Linked DNA regions of Mus musculus: region 2 is linked to region 1. The links are chromatin contacts, called in public promoter capture Hi-C maps. All regions are on one chromosome and are shown on one strand. The core of a region is the stretch at or near the end of the contact, and the rest is flanking DNA. Distances in the headings are between cores, read along the strand shown. Region 1 holds the start of Lat (linker for activation of T cells). Region 2 holds the start of Ccdc189 (coiled-coil domain containing 189).

Region 1 (7,303 bases), core at 3,270-5,769:
TCTCCTTCCCTAGCATTTCTGGCTGCTTCTCCTGACCCGGGGCCTGGTGGGGGTCGGGGAGGCCAGTTACTCCACCATTGCGCCCACCCTGATCGCCGACCTCTTCGTGGCAGACCAGCGGAGTCGGATGCTCAGTATCTTCTACTTTGCCATCCCTGTGGGCAGGTGAGTGGGCCGCCGGCCTGACGTGGGGCAAGGGTTTGGTGGGCGTCTCACTGACTGCGTGTTCCCCTTGCCTCCCTTCCCACAGTGGTCTAGGTTACATTGCTGGCTCCAAAGTGAAAGACGTGGCTGGAGACTGGCACTGGGCTCTACGGGTGAGTCTGATGATAGTGTGGGGAGCCAGCCGCATTCTTAAGGATCTCCCTCTAACCTTGAGATATGCCCTTTAACTCTCCTAAAATGTGTGTGTGTGTGTGTGTGTGTGTGTGTGTGTGTGTGCGCCTGATGGTCAACTTTGGGAAGTTTGATTTTTCTCCTTGACTCGAGGGTCCTGGAGATGGAACTTGGATCATCTGGCTTGGCTCTTTACTCACTAAGCCAGGTCGCTAGTCTTGTGTACTCCGTCAGTTTTTTGTGGCAGTGCTTGCTCCGCTGAGCCTGTAGCAAGCCTGGTCCTCAACAGGGAGCCAGAAGTTCCGCTTGCAGGTGACAGCAGCCCTGCTGTAAGGCTCTGAGTGAAGCTGAGCTGGGACTCCCGTGCCGTCCCTGGACTCACTCAGTTTTATTTCAGCTTTCCCTTCCCCTGTGTTGACTTTATCCTCATGCGTCCAGGAGTCCCAAGTGATCACCTTTCAGCCGAACAACTTGGGTACCTCAGATCCCCGAACTCTAGTCATGAGATGATGGTATCTGATTGGATGATCCTGGGTCACGTGACTGGGTCACGTGCCCGTTACATACTCAGTTACTGAGGGCTAGAGATTAACCTTCCTTTTGGTTAGGTCTTAGATCTAATTTGAACCATTCGAAGTGAGAACTTGGGTAGGGGTCCCCAGAACAATCAGGGTCCTGTCACCCACCAAAGAAGCAGCAATGTCAGGCTTATAAAATTAGGATGTCCCCAGAGGCAAACCCTCTGAAGCCCTCAACCCCAGCGTCTCAGAACTTATGGATGCTTAAGCCGTTGGGAGCTAAGTTCACACCCCTCAATCAGTGTACCCCTGCCCGTGTCCCAAAGCTTGCACTTTTCCCAGGTGACACCAGGTCTAGGAGTGCTGGCTGTCCTGCTGCTGTTCCTGGTGGTCCAGGAGCCCCCAAGAGGAGCCGTGGAGCGCCACTCAGGTTCACCACCCCTGAGCCCCACCTCTTGGTGGGCAGATCTGAAGGCACTGGCACGAAAGTGAGTTCACCCTTTCCATCTCTGAGGCTCAGCAGGGCCAAGTGTTCTGTCCTGCTAGGAGACCATGTATCTAGGGCCAGGGATGCAGGCACAGACCACATCCACCGTCTGACAATAGACTAAGGGAGGGAGAGGAGGACACGGCTGTGGGGTCTGACTTCCTCTCAATGTCTGCAGTCCTAGTTTCGTCCTGTCTTCCCTTGGCTTCACCTCTGTGGCCTTTGTCACGGGCTCCCTGGCTCTCTGGGCCCCAGCGTTCCTGCTGCGCTCCCGGGTTGTTCTGGGAGAGACTCCGCCCTGTCTCCCTGGAGATTCATGCTCTTCCTCTGACAGGTACTTGTGAGGGGCTGGGTGGGTGACTGCACGTAGGGGGCTCGTGAAGGGAGTTCACACTCAGGCCAGGAGAGTGTAAATCCTGACTGTACCCGCTACCTTCACTCTTAGGAGCCTCTAAGAAATCATGTGATGAGGTTAACACATGGGCCTGGAGTTCTGTGCTGTAGGGATTCGGGTCGAGGGCAGGTGGGATGGACTGCCCTCTCTGGGTCAGGGGACCTTGCAGAAGGAATAGCTCCCATGCCTCTACCCCACCCCTAGTCTCATCTTTGGACTCATCACTTGCCTGACTGGAGTCCTGGGTGTGGGCCTGGGAGTGGAGATCAGCCGCCGCCTTCGCCGCTTCAACCCTCGGGCTGACCCACTCGTCTGTGCAGCTGGCCTCCTGGGTTCGGCGCCTTTCCTCTTCCTGGCCCTGGCCTGTGCCCGAGGTAGCATCGTGGCCACCTATGTGAGTGGGATACTGGAGTCTGGTGGGTGGTGTCTTTACGTGGGGGCAGCAGGGCAGCGTGGCCTTCCTGGGTACCGCCATGTTCACTGGGGATGGTCACTAGCAACCAACGTCATGTGCAGGGTCAGCCAGCAAAGTGGTTGAGAACAGACCGGAGGTGGAATGCCTCCTTTCAAACCTCAGCTCTGGGCCTTCCCAGCTGGGTGACACTGGCCAGTGAGCATGACCTTGCTCTTTCCTCGGGTGGGAAGTGGTACTGAGGGCTGGCACCTGCCTCGTGGGGTGCAATGGGGACTGAGTTACTGGGTAAGCCTGGTTGCCGCGTGATTCTCTTCCACTTCTGCCACCCAGATTTTTATCTTTATTGGGGAGACCCTGTTGTCCATGAACTGGGCCATTGTGGCTGACATCCTGTTGGTGAGTAGGGCAGATACAGGTTAATCCAGAGGCTGATGGGAGCAGGGACGGGGTCGGGAGGTAGCGTTTAATCTGGAGTCTGGCTTTTCCCCTTCAAACGTCAACCCTACGTATACTTGAGTCCCGCCACAGAGGGACCGCTGGGCTTGGCCCACCTCATGTCTGCCAGCCCTTAACCTGAGTGAAAATTTGTCATGGACCTACAGTGGGCTTTGGCCTTGGTTTCTCTGGGAACCTACTGAGTTCTTCCCTTCCCACCCCCAGTACGTGGTGATCCCAACTCGACGGTCCACGGCTGAGGCCTTCCAGATAGTGCTGTCCCACTTGCTAGGAGATGCAGGGAGCCCTTACCTCATTGGTCTAGTAAGTGCTATCCTTGGCTGGGATGGAATGGTTTTGGGGACCTGGAACTCCCTACCCTGACTGGTGGCATGAGTCTGGCCAAGATTAGGCAATAGATGCCTATGGCGCATCTCCCCTTTGGTCCTCTGGTGTATAGGAAGGAAGCCATAGGAAGGTTTTGCCCGTTAGGCTGTGGGTCTCACCCTATGACCCAAATATTCCCCTTCCCAGCCTCTGTTTTCTTGGTCAGTGCTCTGCACCCCCCAGGTCTCTGACTCTTTTCTCCCTGCAGATCTCTGACCGCCTCCGACGGAGCTGGCCCCCTTCCTTCCTGTCCGAGTTCCGGGCTCTGCAGTTCTCGCTCATGCTCTGTGCTTTCGTTGGGGCACTGGGTGGTGCGGCCTTCCTGGGCACCGCCATGTTCATTGAAGATGACCGCCGGCGGGCTCAACTCCACGTGCAGGGTGAGTGAGGGTCACTGTAGGTCCACCTTCACAGTACCACCTGCCTGTCTGTCTGTCTCCGCGTATGTACTCTACAGTTCTCCCTCCACTCAGACTAGCCCATCCATTCATGCCACCAGCTGGGGGCAAGAGTCCCAGCATCCCAGGCTCATCCAGCTTAGCTTTGGGTCTGTCTGGAAGTGGATTGGGCTCTGTCTGTGTGCAGTTCTGAGGGCTCTCCATGCTGCCTCATCTGGGCCCCTCTGCCTGTGTCCCCTTGCTGCCTGTGTCCCCTTGCTGGCTCTTATCTTACTGGCCTTGGCTCTGACCCCTTTCTCGCAGGTCTGTTGCATGAGTCTGGGCCCTCAGATGACCGGATTGTAGTACCTCAGCGAGGCCGTTCTACCCGAGTCCCCGTGTCCAGCGTGCTCATCTGAGGAGCCGGTGCTTACCCGGCCACTGATGCATCGCAGCTGGGCCTTGGGCCCACCCAAGACGGTTCCCAGGCAGAAGCCCTCACCAGGCCCAGGTCCAAGAAGGAAGCCCTGGGATATCTCCCAGCTCCCAGACACTACATGGGCAGCCCAGGGAAGAGATGGGAGTCCAGAAACGGGGAAGGGGTGTCCTCTCTACTAGGACAGCCCAAGGGGTTTGGTGCTATTTGTAATGGAATAAAATTTGTAATCAGACTCCTGACTGACTGCTTGTCTCTCTGTGGGTGCCACTGGCCTCAGGGAATATCCATAGTCCCAGGACTTAGCAGGGGCTGTCAGGTCACCCTGTGGGTAAGTCCCTGTCTTCTGAGCTTGGTAATCTAGAAGGAGGGCTGCTCTTTTCTGAGTGAGCTGGTTCAGTATGACTGTGACTCACCGTGGTCCCCTGGAAGTCGCTCTCCCAGTAGTTAAGCCTGGGAGCTGGGGGCCTGTGGTGCCCTCAGTGCCCTCGGTCCACACAGGCCTTGGCAGAGCCTCCTTGCAGTTCTCCCACCCGGGCATGGGGAGGGTACCGCGGGCCTGGTTGGCACGTGTCTCCTTTCCTAGTGGACGGGCTGCCTCATCCTGCAGCCTTAGACCCTTCCTCCACACAGTCCCTCTGCCTCCTCCCCCTTCCCACAACTGGGTGGGGGTGAGTGGGCAGGGGGCAGGCTCAGCCTGCTGAGCAGCCTGATGATTTCCTGCCCTCACCACAGCTTCCTGTCGCACGCGGTGGTGAGCAGGAGAGGCAGGCGGGGAGCAAGAAAGGGGCAGGTACAGCTGGGCACGGGGATCGTGCAGCTGGTAGCTGGGGCACGGGCCCCAGCTCTGGCTCTGGGGCGAGCACCTTTCCAGAGCCAACACTGCTCTCAACTCAGTCCAGCAAGAGAGGGGAGCCATCCAGCCCCGAAAGGATACGGCTGCCTACTGCCGGGCGGATCCCAGGCTGGAGCCCGCTTGGTCCCATACCCCTGCTGCCACTCTGTCTCGAGGGGCTGCAGTGCAGCAGGGCCTGTGGCAGGTGCTCTGCAGATGGAAGCAGACGCCTTGAGCCCGGTGGGGCTGGGCCTCCTGCTGCTGCCCTTCTTGGTCACGCTCCTGGCTGCCCTGTGCGTGCGCTGCCGTGAGTTGCCAGGTAAGTGGGAAGCTTTGCGGAACTGGATGATGGGTGGGCGCTCCATTGGATCCTCATACCCTCCCCAGCCCCTGCACTCTCCACTGTCCCTACCTGGGCCCTGATTGATGGTGGGGGGCCTGAGTTTCTTTGTCCCTGGTGCACCCCGATCCTGACTTGTTGGATTTCTTTCCTCCAGTCTCCTATGACAGCACTTCCACAGAGAGGTGAGTGGGAAGCCCGTGTCCCTGTGTGTCTTCCCTTGGTTCCACTCAAGGGTTTGGGGCTGGGGCCCTCTTGGCCCTGTACCCAAGCTGTCTCTTTCCTGCCAGTTTGTACCCAAGAAGCATCCTCATCAAGCCACCTCGTGAGTTCAGTGTCTCTGGCCCTCCTCGAGGGTTTTTAAGAGTGTGCGTTTGTCCTTGTTCACCTTTAGCTGTCTGAAGGGCTGTTCCCTGGCTTGGGATGGGGAAAGTGGGAGCCCCCATGTCTGTCTAGGGCATGTTATTTTGGGGTCCATTTGTCCTTCGAGGCCTTGATGGGGGGTGTCTGGAGCCATCCCTCAAGCTTCATTCTGTGTCCTCAGAAATAACCGTCCCCCGAACACCTGCTGTTTCCTACCCTCTAGTCACTTCCTTCCCACCCCTGAGGCAGCCAGACCTGCTCCCCATCCCGTGAGTATCCCCCAACTCCGTCCCTTGGGTCTACTGTGCCTCTCCACCTTCTAGGTTGGGGAGGCGCTTTTTCCTGGTTGTCTTGCTCCCAGAGTCCTACCTAGACGTAATCTCTGACCTTTGGCTTCCAGGAGATCCCCACAGCCCCTTGGGGGTTCCCATCGGATGCCATCTTCCCAGCAGAATTCAGATGATGGTAAGGGTGTAGGGCACAGGAGGGCTTTGGGGAGGATGTACAACCTGAGCTGATCCAGTCTTCTTCTCCCTCTCTCTTTGAAGCCAACAGTGTGGCAAGCTACGAGAACCAGGGTGGGTCTGGGGTCTGGGGTAGTGGGTGGGGTGGGGAGGCTGGACCTGTCCAGGTCGTGTTAACTCTCCTTTCTCACAGAGCCAGCCTGTAAGAATGTGGATGCAGATGAGGATGAAGACGACTATCCCAACGGCTACCTGTGAGTGGGTAGAGGGGAGGTGACCGTGGAAGTTGTGTGCCCTTTATCAACTTCTCGTTCCTTCCTTTCTTCCAGAGTGGTGCTGCCTGACAGTAGTCCTGCTGCCGTCCCTGTTGTCTCCTCTGCTCCTGTGCCTAGCAACCCTGACCTTGGAGACAGTGCCTTCTCTGGTGAGTCAGGCTTTCTGTCTACCTCCCTCTGCCATGTGCTGCCAGCTCTCCACTCTTGCCTCCCTCTCACCTCCGTGACGATTGCCGCCCTTCCATTTCCTCCTGTAGACGTTGGGCTTCCTGCTCCTCATCACTTCCGACTGTCTTGTTTTTCCTTCCACCTTTGCTCCTTCGTCTCTGTTGTCTAAGAAATTTCCTGACTCTTTTTGAACCCTGCCATTGAAATTTCATTTCTCGGCTGGGTGTGAGGGCCTACGATCCCAGCATCAGGAGGCAGTGGCAGGAGGGTTGAATTTGAGGCTAGCCTGGGCTACATAGTGATACCCTCTCTTCGAAAACCAAAACAGCACGACGATCAACAAAAAGAAAACAAAAGAATTTATTTCTCTTATCTGAAAGTCCCCCTCCCCTTTTTTGGCGTCTCGGTTCTTTTTGTATAGTACACTGTTGTTTCTTGGAAGCAATATCATCTAATGTATCTATAAGAACTTTGATTACATAGCCGGGTGGTGGTGGCGCACGCCTTTAATTCCAGCACTCGGGAGGCAGAGGCAGGCGGATTTCTGAGTTCAAGGCCAGCCTGGTCTACAGAGTGAGTTCCAGGACAGCCAGGACTACACAGAGAAACCCTGTCTCGAAAAAACAAAACAAAACAAATTTTGATTACAGATTGTTTCTCTCTGTGTCTCTATCCCTCTCTGGTTCTGCCCGTCTCTCTGTATCTCTGCCCGTCTCTCTGTATCTCTGCCCGTCTCTCTGTATCTCTGCCCGTCTCTCTGTATCTCTGCCCGTCTCTCTGTATCTCTGCCCGTCTCTCTGTATCTATCTCTGCCCGTCTCTCTGTATCTCTGCCCGTCTCTCTGTATCTCTGCCCGTCTCTCTGTATCTCTGCCTGTCTCTCTCACACACACTCACTGAAGATTTATTCTGCGTACCACATGGTCGTTGTTTCTCTTGGGCTGCTTTTCTCTGCTTTGGTCTTTCTCCTTCCTTGAGCTTTTCTCAAGTTCTGGTGATCTTCAGTTTTCTATCCTCTTATCTCTGTATAGCATGAGTATCCCTTACCTGAAACACTTCAATACAGATTTGGGA
Region 2 (7,303 bases), core at 3,518-6,017, 1.2 Mb before region 1:
TAGCAGTGGTTCAAATCTCACTTCAGCTCATTGTTCTCTTAGCCTAGGTCTTACAAAAACAGAGGAAGAAAAATAGAAAAGCCGGGCGTGATGGCGCACGCCTTTAAACCCAGCACTCGGAAGGCAGAGGCAGGCAGATTTCTGAGTTCGAGGCCAGCCTGGTCTACAGAGTGAGTTCCAGGACAGCCACAGAGAAACCCTGTTTCGAAAAACCATTAAAAAAAAAAAAAAAAGAAAAATAGATATATCCCCTAGTCTCACCTCTGGCCAAGGAACAATCTATGCCCAAGGGACTCTCAGCAGGTCCACAAGACCCCTTGGAAGCTGAGGAATGTCTCAAGTCTAAAGATCTAGTCTCATTTCCAGCCCTCCTCCAAGACCATACCTCCATATGTTCAATGTGTCTCAAGTGGGAGTTCTTGGAGGCCAGCAGCAACCCCCGGGCCTCATCGAGCTGGGTCTTCACTTGCAAAGACTCATTGTAGAGCAGGGAGAACTGTGCCTGCAGCATGCGGTACTCCCCTGTCTCACGAACGACCTCCTCAGGAAGGCTACGCAGGGCCACCTGGCGGTGAAATGTCCAGAAGGGTTGTGTTAGCAGCAGGATCGATCTGAGGTTAGTCCTAGCCCTTCCAGTCCTAACCACAGCCGACCTTGAGACGCTCATTGGTCCGAACGGCTCCCTGAAGCTCCGCCTGCAGCTTCTCCAGCTCTGCCATTCGGCTATTGGCCAATTCCTGATTTTCTTCCAGCTCTGCATTCAACATCTCAAACTAGGAAGTGGAAGGGGCTGTGGTAGGCAAGACCAGGATGGGCAGTATTTTCCCCAGTCGTCCAGCACGCACCCCACCCAAGCTCCTATAAACTTCCAAAGCAATGCGTTTTCTAAGGGCTCTTGGGGGAATAGGAGGTCAGCCCTGCACAGGACTATCTACTAACTACCAACGTAACTACCAATGTAACTACCAACTAACTACCAACGTAAGCACTGTCTATTCCTCACATAGAACCTCATTTCCACGGAATCTTTATTATTCCCTCATAAGAGAAAGAACTGAAGTTTAGTAAGAAAACGTTTGATTTGAAGCTAGGTAAGGTGGTGCAAAGCCTAGAGTTTCACCACTTAGAAGGCAAGTATGGCAGGATCAGTCTCAGTCACTCTCAGCTACACAAGTCTGAGGCCAGCCTGACCACATCACAAGACCTAGCCTCCAATACAAAGAGGCAAAACACAAAGGGATTTCACACACATTGAAATACAGCATCAAGGCAGAAAGAGATGCTCAGGGAAGGGCAGCGCCCACGGGCCTGGGCTTCTCAAGACAACGTAAGCTCCCGCTCCCATTCGTCCTCTTCAGCCCGCCTAGCTCCTAGCAGTTAAGTTCTGCAATTATTTAATAAACAAGTGTAGAAAGGAATGAAAAAAAAATGTGCAGCAATGCCAGGAAACGGACTCTGATGAAGATGCCTGCCCTCAGGAAAGTCCGAGGCAGACCTGGAGGGGAGGGGGAGGAGGCTGCTTACCTTCTGCATGCTGAGTGTAATCTGGCCTCCCTGAAAGCCTGTGGAGCTCCCAGACACATAGTAGCCGGAGTTGAGCTGCAGAGAAAGAAGACACAGTGGATGCAAAGGGCAGAAACCGGGGCCCCAAGTACTCAATTTGGTCCCATCCACTCTCGTACCTGCTCCAAGGCCTCTGCCAAGTGCTTATTGAGCTTCTGTTCTCGCTTGCGCAGCTTCTCAATGTCCCACTGCAGGTCCTCCACTGTGGTCTCCATCTCTAGGACCTTGGTCTCTGTCGATGTCACTTTATCTTGGAGCTCAGAGTACTAGGGGCAGTGGACAGTGGCCTGTTTCCTGAGGTCCTCGGATAGCAAACCCAAACCCTGCCCAAGTTCTAACCGCACCCAAAGCCCAACTCCTACCTCCAACGAGATGCGGTGGTGTTTCTCTTGCAGCTGAGTGGCCAAGTCCTGTAGCCTACGGTTCTCTCTGCCTAGCTCCCGGGTGCGCACCCGTGCCACCTCCCCAGGGGCCTCACTGTCCCCTGGGAATGCAAAGCCTGGATGAGAGCCAAACCCTGGATAACCAAGGAAGAACTAGCTGATCCCGGAGTCCCTGGATAACCAAGGAAGAACTAGCTGATCCCGGAGTCCCTGGATAACCAAGGAAGAACTAGTTGATCCTGGAGTCCCTGGATAACCAAGGAAGAACTAGTTGATCCTGGAGTTTCTGTGCTCAGTGTTATGCACCAGCTATCTCACCAACTGCTTATGACAAACTCAGACTAAGCTAGCTCACAGAGGGACCATTCAGCCAAGAAAATGGACACTAGGGAGGAGAATTAAGGGCAGGAGGAAAAAACCCCTTGCCTCAAAAAGCCTGGGCACTTGCCTCTCAGTGTAGTGGGACAATAGCTACCCCTGAGGTTGGTGCAAAGTTCCAGAGAGCCCTCCTGCTGAAGGGCTGTGACCCTGCCAGCATCAACAGCTCCTCCAGCCGTCTCTCTAGAGCCCCACTTCAGGAACTAAAGCTGAAATCCCCGTCTGAACTAAGTTGTCCCAACAAGAACAAGGCTGACATTTACTGGGGACTCTGAACAACGCAGGCCAGGGTGGATTTCTCAGGGTAGGGTCCACAGAACTAACCCCGGCTGTATACTCGCTGACAGAGTTCTTCCACCTGCCGTTGCAGGCGGTCCGAGGCCTCGACCACCCGAGACACGGCAGCCTTGGAGAATTCCATCCGACCCTGCAGCTGCAGCTCCACTTCCTCACAGCTGCTGGCGCCCAGTGCCACCACAAAAGCCAAGGCCGGCTCACTGAGAGGGGCTCGAAACTGCACTGGCAGCGGTTCTGGAAGGGACAGAGAATCCTCATCAGAATGAAAGGCCACAGCAGGGACCATCAACCTCTACCAAGTCCCAGAATAAGCTGCTTGGTATTCCATGGCTGCCGGGTGGTGGTGGCGCACACCTTTAATCCCAGCACACTCTGAGTTTGAGGCCAGCCTAGTCTACAGAGTGAGTTCCAAGTCAGCCAACATTACACAGAGAAACCCTGTCTTGAAAAACCAAAATAAATGAATTAATTGATAAACAGAAAGACTTCTGCTTCTACTTTTCAGAAGGCTGGGATTATGAAAATCCAATTAGATTCTAAAACTTTGTTCATTCCATTAAAAAAGAATATTAAAAAAACCAAAAAAAAAAAAAAAAACAAAAAACCCATGTTTTTAAGACAGAGTCTCACGATGGGCGTGGTGGCACACGCCTTTAATCCCAGCACTCGGGAGGCAGAGGCAGGCAAATTTCTGAGTTTGAAGCCAGCCTGGTCTACAAAGTGAGTTCCAGGACAGCAACTTCTGCTTCCCAAGTGCCGGGCATTTCGGTAGCCCCACATCAAAGTCACCTCCTCCTCAAAACCTTTCTGAGAACATAAGCTCCCCAGGGCCCTGGTCCTACCCCTCAGATCTGATGTCCCTGGGTCTGGTCGAGGGATCACATCACGGGTCAGGCCCTCTTGGCACCCAGGCACCTCTGTCCCTGAAGACAGTTCCCTCTGGTTCTCGTAGCACTGGAGGAGGGCTTCTACAGTTTCATCCAGCTGAAAGAAGAAAGAACAAGAGGTTAGGAATGCCTCAGGGCTTCTCCCAGTAGGACGCTCGCTCTTCAGGCATCCACCTGGGCCCAGTAGCGGTTGACGATGAGGAGTGTGGCATCATCAGTGGCCTGCCTCTTCTCCAATTTCTCAATTCTCTCCCGGAGCTCATCCTCGCAGGCTTGCCGCTGCTCCAACCGCTCCGCCAGCTTCTTGTTCTTGAACTGCAGTACCTTGGAATCCATCTCCTCCTACCAGAAGGGAAGAGGCAGAGTGTCGGGCAGGACCCTGAACCATCACTGACACACAATAGGACAAGGATTAGACTGAAAGGGGAGAGGTATATAGCAAGGCTCAGACACTTGCAAAGAGAATATGCTAGTCATGAGAGCTTCACATTCCGTTCCTGCCCCTACCTGTTTCCAACTCAGACACATCACACAGGACTTACGGGAACATATGTGCGCATAAGTAAAAGGCCAGAAGGGACTCCGTAAAGTTGTTCTCTGATCACATTCACGCCGTTGGCACACCCACCCTCACCACCCGGTTTGTGTATATACACACGAGCACACACAAGATTCCAAACACTTTGGGCGCAGGCCAAATGTGACTTTCGCAAAAGCCCACCAACCGTGGAAGAAATGCCGCCGAGACGAATGGGTTCGATTAGAGTGGTCGTGGTCTTCTCCTCGCGGTTCATCTTCTTCTCTGGGGGTCCTGAGCCCCCGTCGCCGGCGGCGCGCTTGTTGCTGAGGCCAGACATAGCGGCGGTGGCGGAGGGGCAACTCAGGGCTCTCCGGGGCTGGCAGGCGGGTGGAGGCGGCACTTCCGTCACCTGCAGAAAACAGAGAGCTGAGCTGTGGATGCGTCTGGAGCTCCGCAGTCCTGAGCGTCCCCCTGGACATATCTCCCGGACCCCGCCCCCGCCGGACGGGGGTCCGCACTTACCGTAGGGTCAGCCAAGCGCCACCATCTTGGATTTCACCGGACGTCACCGGCCGCCAGACGCACAGCGCAGGCGTCAGAGCCGCTCCGGATGTGGCGAAACTTATTTCCTGTTTCTATTGGTAGCTCTTGGTTCCTCCTCTCGAGTCTTTTAGTCCCACCCCTCCAACCCCGCGACGGACTGTATTTCTCTTAATGATTGGCCAGCAGGCGGTTCCCATAGTTACTGACCCCGCAGTTGCACTAGGAGATGGAGGGGTGGAGCCTTTGCTGCTGTTCGGGGTACTCGGTACACGACCCCTTGTAACTCCAGATCCAGAGGATCCGTCATCCTCTCCTGGCCTCCGCGGAGCCCTCCCGAACATCCTGTACATATGTGCGCACACGCACGCACAAACACAATCTTTTAAAGATTTAAATTAAATCTTTAAAAAGACCGACCCTCAAAAGCACCCTTACAAGCAACTTCTAAGAGGCACGTGCAACTCGTTACGCATGCGCTCTATCTTTTCAATGATTGGCGTGGGCTTGTACTTTCTACTTTCCTTAACAACGGTCACCGGGGAGACAAGTTGGGAAGACGCCCTCTGCGGATTGGCTGCCTCTCGCTTCACCGCCTCTGAAGAAACACTAGAAGGGGCAGGACCGGGCTTTGCAGTGGGAGAGCTGGCTGTCCCAGAGCCCAGGCTGGAGAGCCCTTGACTGAGGCTAAGAAGGACGAAGAGATGATTACCCCCAGTTCCAGCCAGAGCCTGGGAATGAAGGTGCAGATGGAGTCGGAACAATCTCCCAAATTGCAGGAGGAACTGGACAGGAGTCCCAGCTCGGTGGACGGCTCGGCCATAAGGAACGGAACAGACATGCAGACCGAGTCGCCCGCAGAAGCCACTAGTAGCCCTGTGGAAGTGGCTGAAGATCCTGGAGCCAACTTGTTCCCGGTGAGGGCGGGACAGAGTTGTCCTCTAGTGAATACTTAGGTTTCCCAAAAAAGGTGCCGCCAGTCATTACGTTTATCAACATTAGGGAATTTCCTGGAGTTGCTTTGATTGTAAATAGGCTGCTAAATAGTATTTCGAGCCCACCGAAGCCCGGTTTTACCTATTTTGCTATAGTTAAAATTATAGCACACTCAGACCTGCTAGAAATTCATGAGGTACTAGGGACTAGGGGATACATACTGTCGTATCTATTTGTCCCATAATCTGTCTTCTCTCCGCAGCCACCACTACCCCAGCCCCGGATCTGTATGTGGTGAGTGTGGAGAGCCCAGGGGAAAAGTTACACTTCTCATTTGTATTACTCCTGTAAGGTGTCCTCAACAGTCCTGTCCAGCCAGGGCTCTCCAGTTTTACAAAGATGAGACTGAGAAGTGCTCAAGGTAACGAGTCACCAGCGTGCCAGGTGCCTCAGTGTAAAGTGGCGGTGTGAGAAGGGAGGCAAAGGCAGGAATGTACACAGCTGCAATGATGGAGCACTGTGCACACCGATGCCAAGGCCCAGGGGACTTCATCAAGGTCACACAGAGCAAGACAAGGACTCAAAGTTGTTTTTTGGGGGGTTTTCAAGACATTGTTTCTCCTTGTAGCTTTGGCTATCCTGAAACTCACTCTGTAGACCAGGCTGGCCTCAAACTCAAGAGATCCGCCTGCCTCTGCCTCACAGTGCTGGGTACAGTGAGTGTACCACCACTACCTGGCACAACTCTTTTCTAATCAGTGGGTTTATAAATAAAAAAAAAATCTGCTAAATCTACAGACTGGATTCTAGACCATGATGTTCCCCGTTGACAGTGAAATGATTTGCTAAAGGTTCCTTAGCAAGTTCGCCAAGTCTCAGCTCCTGATCCCCACTGAAACTCTCCAAGTTGCAGCCCCATCGGGGAAGTTGTATGAACCACCAGTGATTTGTCTCATCTTTTCCTGACAGGAAATACCTGGACATCCATTCTATGCACAGACTGGAGAAGGCAGCCACTGTGGAAAAGATGAGAGAGTATGGGTTTGAGTTGGGCGAGACTGAACTCTTGGGAGGGGAGACACAAGAAATGACAAACTTTAAAGTATAGAGTGAGTGTCAGGCAATGGAGACGAGAAGAGGCTTGTGTTCAGGGCTGCAGAGGCAGCTCAGCCATTAACAGCAATGGCTGTTCTTCCAGAGGACCCAGGTTTGGTTCCCAGCATCCACATAGTCTATAACTCAAGTTCCAGAGGATCCAATACCTTCTTCTGGTCTCCATGGGTACCAGAAAAGCATGTGTTGCACATATACAGGGAAACTACCCATATAATAGAAATAAATCCTAAGGTGAGGTGGGGGGCGGGCGAACCCCTGCTGTCTGTCACTCATGCCTCTTCCACCCCCCCCCCCAAGGGTTCTTGCTGAGCTCTTGGAGCTTGGCTTTCCTGAGCAGAGCCTGCGGGATGCCATTATCTTGGACCTCTTCTCCCACGCACTTATCTTCTGCCGCCAGCAGGGCTTTTCACCAGAGCAGACATCAGCAGCCTGTGCCATGCTCCAAGATCTTCACAAGGCCTGTGTTGGTGAGGAGAGGGAGGTAGCCACCAAAAGGTTTGAGCCCTAGGAGAGGAGGCTGGGCTGGCAGAAGTGACCGTGGAGAACTAAAGTAGGGAACCTGCAGTCTGGGATTTGTGTTCCACCATAGGTGGTATTAATGTACCACATTTATCACCTTTGAGAGCTTCCCTTATTAAGAAATGAAACACATAGTACTAATATTATGGGTCTGTTCTGAGAAG

Evidence for each region. Capture Hi-C pulls out chosen DNA fragments and counts their contacts.
Region 2: a contact with region 1 is called in a promoter capture Hi-C map of liver, with 4 times the contacts expected there. The contact joins the promoter of Ccdc189 here to the promoter of Lat in region 1. A contact is called at or near these places in 1 of 39 promoter capture datasets (pre-B cells), 1 of 115 datasets of contacts at active chromatin or transcription factors (double positive thymocytes) and 2 of 9 other capture datasets (adipose tissue and liver).

Annotation. Positions count from the first base shown.
Region 1 is chr7:126,366,784-126,374,086 of GRCm38.p6, reverse strand. Lat (linker for activation of T cells) reads left to right here and starts at 4,519. Exons shown (of 12, transcript NM_010689.3): 1 at 4,519-4,939; 2 at 5,118-5,145; 3 at 5,251-5,285; 4 at 5,505-5,592; 5 at 5,724-5,788; 6 at 5,872-5,901; 7 at 5,981-6,041; 8 at 6,117-6,211. The coding sequence starts at 4,837. It overlaps Spns1 (spinster homolog 1), which reads left to right. Exons shown (of 12, transcript NM_023712.3): 4 at 14-165; 5 at 251-317; 6 at 1,197-1,342; 7 at 1,520-1,675; 8 at 1,940-2,129; 9 at 2,481-2,546; 10 at 2,811-2,909; 11 at 3,181-3,352; 12 at 3,674-4,027. The coding sequence ends at 3,768. It overlaps Mir7058 (microRNA 7058), which reads left to right and starts at 6,042; the gene lies at 6,042-6,116.
Region 2 is chr7:127,586,059-127,593,361 of GRCm38.p6, reverse strand. Ccdc189 (coiled-coil domain containing 189) reads left to right here and starts at 4,767. Exons shown (of 9, transcript NM_001033040.3): 1 at 4,767-5,485; 2 at 5,767-5,798; 3 at 6,474-6,539; 4 at 6,918-7,087. The coding sequence starts at 5,273. Rnf40 (ring finger protein 40) reads right to left here and starts at 4,664. Exons shown (of 20, transcript NM_172281.2): 1 at 4,551-4,664; 2 at 4,234-4,437; 3 at 3,683-3,850; 4 at 3,464-3,605; 5 at 2,649-2,855; 6 at 1,926-2,047; 7 at 1,683-1,829; 8 at 1,525-1,599; 9 at 654-773; 10 at 386-565. The coding sequence starts at 4,365.